2 separate regions of the Mus musculus genome follow, and region 1 is linked to region 2. The links are chromatin contacts, called in public promoter capture Hi-C maps. All regions are on one chromosome and are shown on one strand. Each heading gives the region's core, a stretch centred on a gene start, on an enhancer-like site or on the middle of the called end of the contact. The rest is flanking DNA. Distances are from core to core; before and after follow the strand shown. Region 1 holds the start of Ikzf3 (IKAROS family zinc finger 3). Region 2 holds the start of Gjd3 (gap junction protein, delta 3).

What was found. Promoter capture Hi-C pulls out the DNA fragments that hold promoters and counts their contacts.
Region 1: a contact with region 2 is called in a promoter capture Hi-C map of liver, with 2.9 times the contacts expected there. The contact joins the promoter of Ikzf3 here to the promoter of Gjd3 in region 2. A contact is called at or near these places in 1 of 39 promoter capture datasets (liver) and 1 of 9 other capture datasets (pancreatic islet).

What each region holds. Positions count from the first base shown.
Region 1 is chr11:98,544,762-98,547,461 of GRCm38.p6, forward strand. It overlaps Ikzf3 (IKAROS family zinc finger 3), which reads right to left and starts at 1,270. Exons shown (of 8, transcript NM_011771.1): 1 at 983-1,270. The coding sequence starts at 989.
Region 2 is chr11:98,981,550-98,984,276 of GRCm38.p6, forward strand. It overlaps Gjd3 (gap junction protein, delta 3), which reads right to left and starts at 1,471. Exons shown (of 1, transcript NM_178596.3): 1 at 1-1,471. The coding sequence starts at 1,467. The coding sequence ends at 631.

The sequences.
Region 1 (2,700 bases), core at 20-2,519, 440 kb before region 2:
GTGTTCCACTCAATTGCATTGTGAAACAAAGCTTTATCATATTTAACTGTGTTCCAAACTTGTTAATCATATTTCATAGCTTCACATACACTAGAACTAAATAAAGATGCCAAAAGATCAAGGTTCATGTGTTAAAAGAGATTCTTCAACCATCATGAAGAAAGTAACTGTGATATTCATAATATTTACAGACCAACACTTCAATTAGGTAAGCGTCAGTATCTCTCTCCTTTAAACGAATGCAGCGCTCAACTTCTGATTTTCTCAGGGCCACCTCTCCTCCCCCAAAGTTGAGCCACATCTTCCATCTTCAGAGTTTTAGAAACACTTGTTGAAAATGTGAAATTGCACTTATCTTAAGGAAGTTCATACTGCGAGGCTTCTGAGAAGCAAAGCTATAACTTCCGAAATGAATTCAAATGAAACCCTTAACGTGAGCCTTATTTTTGTTTCGGGTTTTTTCCCCCCTTTGGTTTTGTTTTTTGTTTTTTTTTTTAAGTTCATTTGATTTCCAAGCTAACTAACTACAATTGCTAATCATTTTCAAATATGCCCTTAGCCACTAAGACAGTATTCACAGAAAAGTCACATTACAGAAAAGTAGACTCAAGTAACTAAGATTAAACTAATTCCTATGGAGACTGAGACCGCGGAGCGTCCCCCCCACCCCCAACCCGGGGGAGGGGGAGATTATTCCGTCCCAGGTTTGGTGCCAAACTTAGGGACACCCAAGACTGTTTGTCCTTTGCAGATTTAAGGTGACCCATACATATGCCCCCGTCTCACAACCCCCAAGAAATAAAACTGAAGAGAACTTAGCACTTTCCCAAGTTGGGGGAGGGGGTGTCTGAGAACGGACACGCATTTAAATTAAAAGAAATAAATAGAAGCAAAACCGAGATTCAGAAGGAAGCCAGCCGAGCCTCTGAGCGCGCGCCGCTCCGGCTGCTCAAAGCCCCCAGCGCAGCGGCGCCGAGCTCACCTTCCATGTCGCCGCGGGCCGCGCGGGCTGCAGCTGTCGCTCAGGCTCCGCGGCCGCTCCACGTGCTGCTGCCGTGGGGACCCGCGCGGCTGGCGGGAGATTCCGGGCGCAGGGAGGCCCCGGGATCGCTCGGTCGCGTCGGCGCAGATGCAGGGCGGGAGCCGCCGGCAGCCGGGGCGCGAGGTTAGAGCGGCGCTGGCTGGCGGCCGCTTTAAAGCACGCTCCGAGTGCCGCGGGTTCCGCACCCACTTTTGAATGTCAAGCCTGAGGAACCCTGATCGCGTGGAAACAGTGCCTCAGCGACCGTCTCGGGACGTCTACTTGAGAAACACCGGGGATGAGGGCGCTGTCGCAAGGAGAGCCGAGCGGTGTGCGTAAGCCCAACTTCCAGATTTGCCTGACACGGAAGGACCTGGAACTTTTTATCTAGACTCAGGGATGACGGTCTTGAGAACTGTCAGTGAGAACTCACTTCATTGAGTTATTTATGGCGGTCTCCCCCCAACCCCCGTCGCCCTTTGGTTTTTCACTCCAGTTGGAGTGGCCCGCCACTATGATCCCAGCACTTGAGAGGCTGAGGCAGGAGGATTGCCATCAGTTGCAGGCCAGCCCCACATTACAGTATGAGCCATTTCTCAGAAAACAAACTTTAAAAAGTCTTTGGTTCAGATTTATAGATAGTTCAAAAGTGCGTTGGCATTTACGGCTCTCCAACTTTTTAACTTGAGGGAACAATTCTCTCATTTTGCTGTCCTTTCTGAGAACTGGTTGGTTTGCCAGCGCTGAAAAAAGAAAAAGAGAGAGAAAGAAAAAAAAAGACAGCAGTACATATGTGTGTTCATTTCCTACGAATCTTCTTTCCTCTAAATAGGACACTTTACAAAAACCCACGTATGGTGTGTCAGAAGAATACAGAGTGAAGCTATGTGGGGTAGAGGGACTAAGTCAAGGGAAGGTGTTGGTTCACAGAGGCGTGCCAATCAACATCCTTTCCCATCATCTACACTTTAGAGAGGAAAGCATTTGACAGGAGGGAGGGGGGAGAGGAACTGAAGGCAGAACAGTTTTTCAAAGCTCAGCGGTTCATCACGCTGAAGTCCTAAGAGATGGGGCTCAGAGGGGCATTTCTAACGATGCCAACAGGGTGGAAGGAATGGTCCCACTTTCATCATCTTGTTAGTTACACAAATATATTTGAAGCCAGGTATGGGGGTGCAACACCTTTGATCCCATCACTGGGAAGGCAAGAGGCAAGGAGATCCCCATGAGCTTGAAGCCTTCCTGATCTGCACATTGAGTTCCAGGACAGCCAGGGCTTTATAATAGAGAGACCCTGTCTTCAAAAAGACCGACAGATGTGTGCACGTGCGCGCGCACACACACACACACACACATTTGAGAGGAAAGGTTGAGAACTGTACATCAGCCATCTATCTGTATCTGAAGAAAATCATACTTCTGAGCTAAGCAAGCACACTGAAAACATGAACCCGAGCTCACATTAACTAGTGCCTTGGTATATAGGCAGTCTGTGAACTCTATATTCCATGTTTGTGTACATATGCATATATAACACGAGTGGCTCACATTGTCTCTGAGATCACAGAACCATAGCAGCATCTCCACTGACATGAGTTCTGCAGGACAATATGGAGCTCGGAGACATTCTAAGGTTTAATAAACACTAAGGTTTAATTTTAGTACTGAAAAGGGGAAAT
Region 2 (2,727 bases), core at 221-2,720:
CACAGAATGTACGTGTGTATAGGTGTGTATACAGAGCTAACACAGGACGCATGCGTACATGCATCCACACAGAGCCTTCAAGGACATACATGTACATTTCTGTGCACGCAGGCATGAACCCAGGTCTCTATCGCCTGTCACTTGGGAGATGTATACGTGTGGACACACGCATGTGCGGACCCTCACAAGCATACACATGCAAATACACACAGCTCATAGAGGTTTACTATGCTTGAGCAGCCAACCCATCTGAGTGTGTCCAGAGAGAGTGTGTGCAGAGCGCTCACGGAAAACCACTCTTCTCTGAATTAGCAGGGAACCTGGGAATGTTGCCATCACTGTTGATTTTTGTCCCCGGTGCAACAATCAGGTCACCCACGGCCGGTTTGCCGCCTCTCAGGGGAGCCCTTGGCGTCCTCCCTTTCCGCAGGGATCACAGCACCGAGGAGCCTCCCTGATTTAACACGGCTGCCGTAACCAGCACTAGGAAGTGCGACACCTCCCCCACCCGAACCCTGGCGGTCCCCTCTGCTCATCTTCTGCTCAGGCAGGGTCCTACGCAGTCTTTCAGAAGCAAAGCCTTCTGCCTCCAAGGACCCGGGTGCTGATATCCAGCCTCCGATCTCGCCGCTAGATGGCCAGGTCCTGGCGCACGGTAGCCAGCGACGCTTTGCTGTGGCCGCTGCCGCCTTCGCCCTCGCTGTCGCCTGCCGGTGAGCGGTGCGCGTAGGCTGGCGGGCCGAAAGGGTCGGGGTCCCCGCGCTGCGATGGCAAAGAGGGCGACGGCGGCGGCGGCGGGAGCAGCTTGGCGCGCTGGCGACCCTTCCAGAGCAGGTGACCCAGCTCCGCCACGCTGAGCAGCGCCGACAGCAGCCCGACGGCGAAGTAGAAGACCACGAAGACGGTCTTCTCGGTGGGCCGGCTCACGAAACAGTCGACCGTGTGCGGACAAGGTGGCCCGGCGCACGCGTAGTGCGGGTCCACGCGGAAGCCGTAGAGCAGCGCCTGGCCGCCCAGGAAAGCCAGCTCGGCGAGCAGGCGCAGAGCCACGCTCAGCAGGTAGCAGCGGCGCGCGCGGCGAGCGCGCAGGGCGCACGGGGAGCACGGCGCCTCGGCACGCCCGCGCGCGCACGGCGGGGCCAGCTGCGCACCACCCGCCTCCTTGCTGGCCTGGTGCATGGAGTAGATGACGAACAGCACCGGCGGCGCCGACAGCAGCAGGATGTGGAAGAGCCAGAAGCGGTAGTGGGACACCGGGAAGGCGCGATCGTAGCAGGTCTGGCGACAGCCGGGCTGCAACGTGTTACACACGAACTCCTCCTGCTCGTCCTCGAACACCGCACCTCCCACCGTGGCCAGCACCAGGATGCGGAAGATCAGCATGATCACCAGCCAGAGACGACCCACGAGCGGCGACTGTAGCTGCACCGCGTCCAGCAGGGAGCCTAGGAACGCCCACTCCCCCATGACGCTGGGGACGAGGAAAGGGGGTAGTCACAGGCTGGGGCGGGCTGAATACCCCCTGTCCCCCGCCACCCCCCACCCCCACCCCCACCCCCGTCCCTCAACAATCTCGGAGGGCGCCAGGGAAAGAATATTTTCTGGGGTTTAATGAGTTAATGTCAGAGTGTGAGGATAGTCCATCCTCAGCTATGGGATTCCTTCATATGGGCATAGAGGGGTGCTGAGGAGGGATTTCCCCGCACACCTGGCCTGGGCCTGCTTGGCTAGGGAGACCCTAAGGTTCCCCAGATTCTAGGTTCTTCTTCAGGGCCAACCTTGCTGGCCTGGCTTTTTGTGCCAGGAGCAAGAGCGGCTACTGGAGTCTAGAATTCTACGTTCCTTCTGTTTGAGACCCCTGGGAGCAAGGGGAGGGCCAGGCCGGGTGAGCCCCCACTGTCTCCTTTCTCTCTCACCTCGCAGCAGGGAACGCCTTTTGGGGTTGGAAGCTGACACAGAAGCCTGTTTTTCCAACTTAGGATCTCTCGCCCGCCCTCAATCTTCCCTTCCTCACCAACCTCAGCCAAGGAGACCGGGCACAGCCCCCTCGACTCCTCTCTGATAGCAATTATCAAGCATCTCTTGTAAGCCTCCCCAGACACACAGAATACACCACGTCCCGTCCCTGTAGACCCTTAGTGGCCTCTAGATGTCCCCAACCCCACTTACCCCGGGACCTGGGCCTTAGAGCTGAGCGGAGGACCTTGAGAGACAGCTGGGACCTGTCCCTCTGGGTCCCTCTTTCATTTTCCTTTTTGGCTTTGGCCGGGATGGATGATAGGACAAGTATGGCTGAGAGGGGCTAGCTCTCCCCCTTCTCTTAAAGGGACAGGGTGACCTGTGGTCCGGCTCCACCCTGGAAATAGATCCAGGGCCACACCCCTTGTTGGGTCCTTCCTGCCTTCTCTTTCCATCCCTTACCCCCCATGCCCATCCCATAGCCATGTCTCCATCTGGCGATGGACGGAGGCTAACTAGAGCTACATTTTTTTTTTTAATTGAGGGAGCCAGAGAGATCAATCATGGGAACCCTATCTCCTGGCAGACTCCTCAAACTGAAGACTAGGTCCACCACAACCAACTGACCCCATTTTTGAAGGGTCTTGTGGGCCAGAGGGAGATAACTTCGGCTTTTAGGGGACAACAAATATGGCTTTGGGGGGGGGGGGCTTTTGGTTCTGCCACTATTGGACCTTGGATGAGCCATGTAGGTCACTTGGGCTAAGA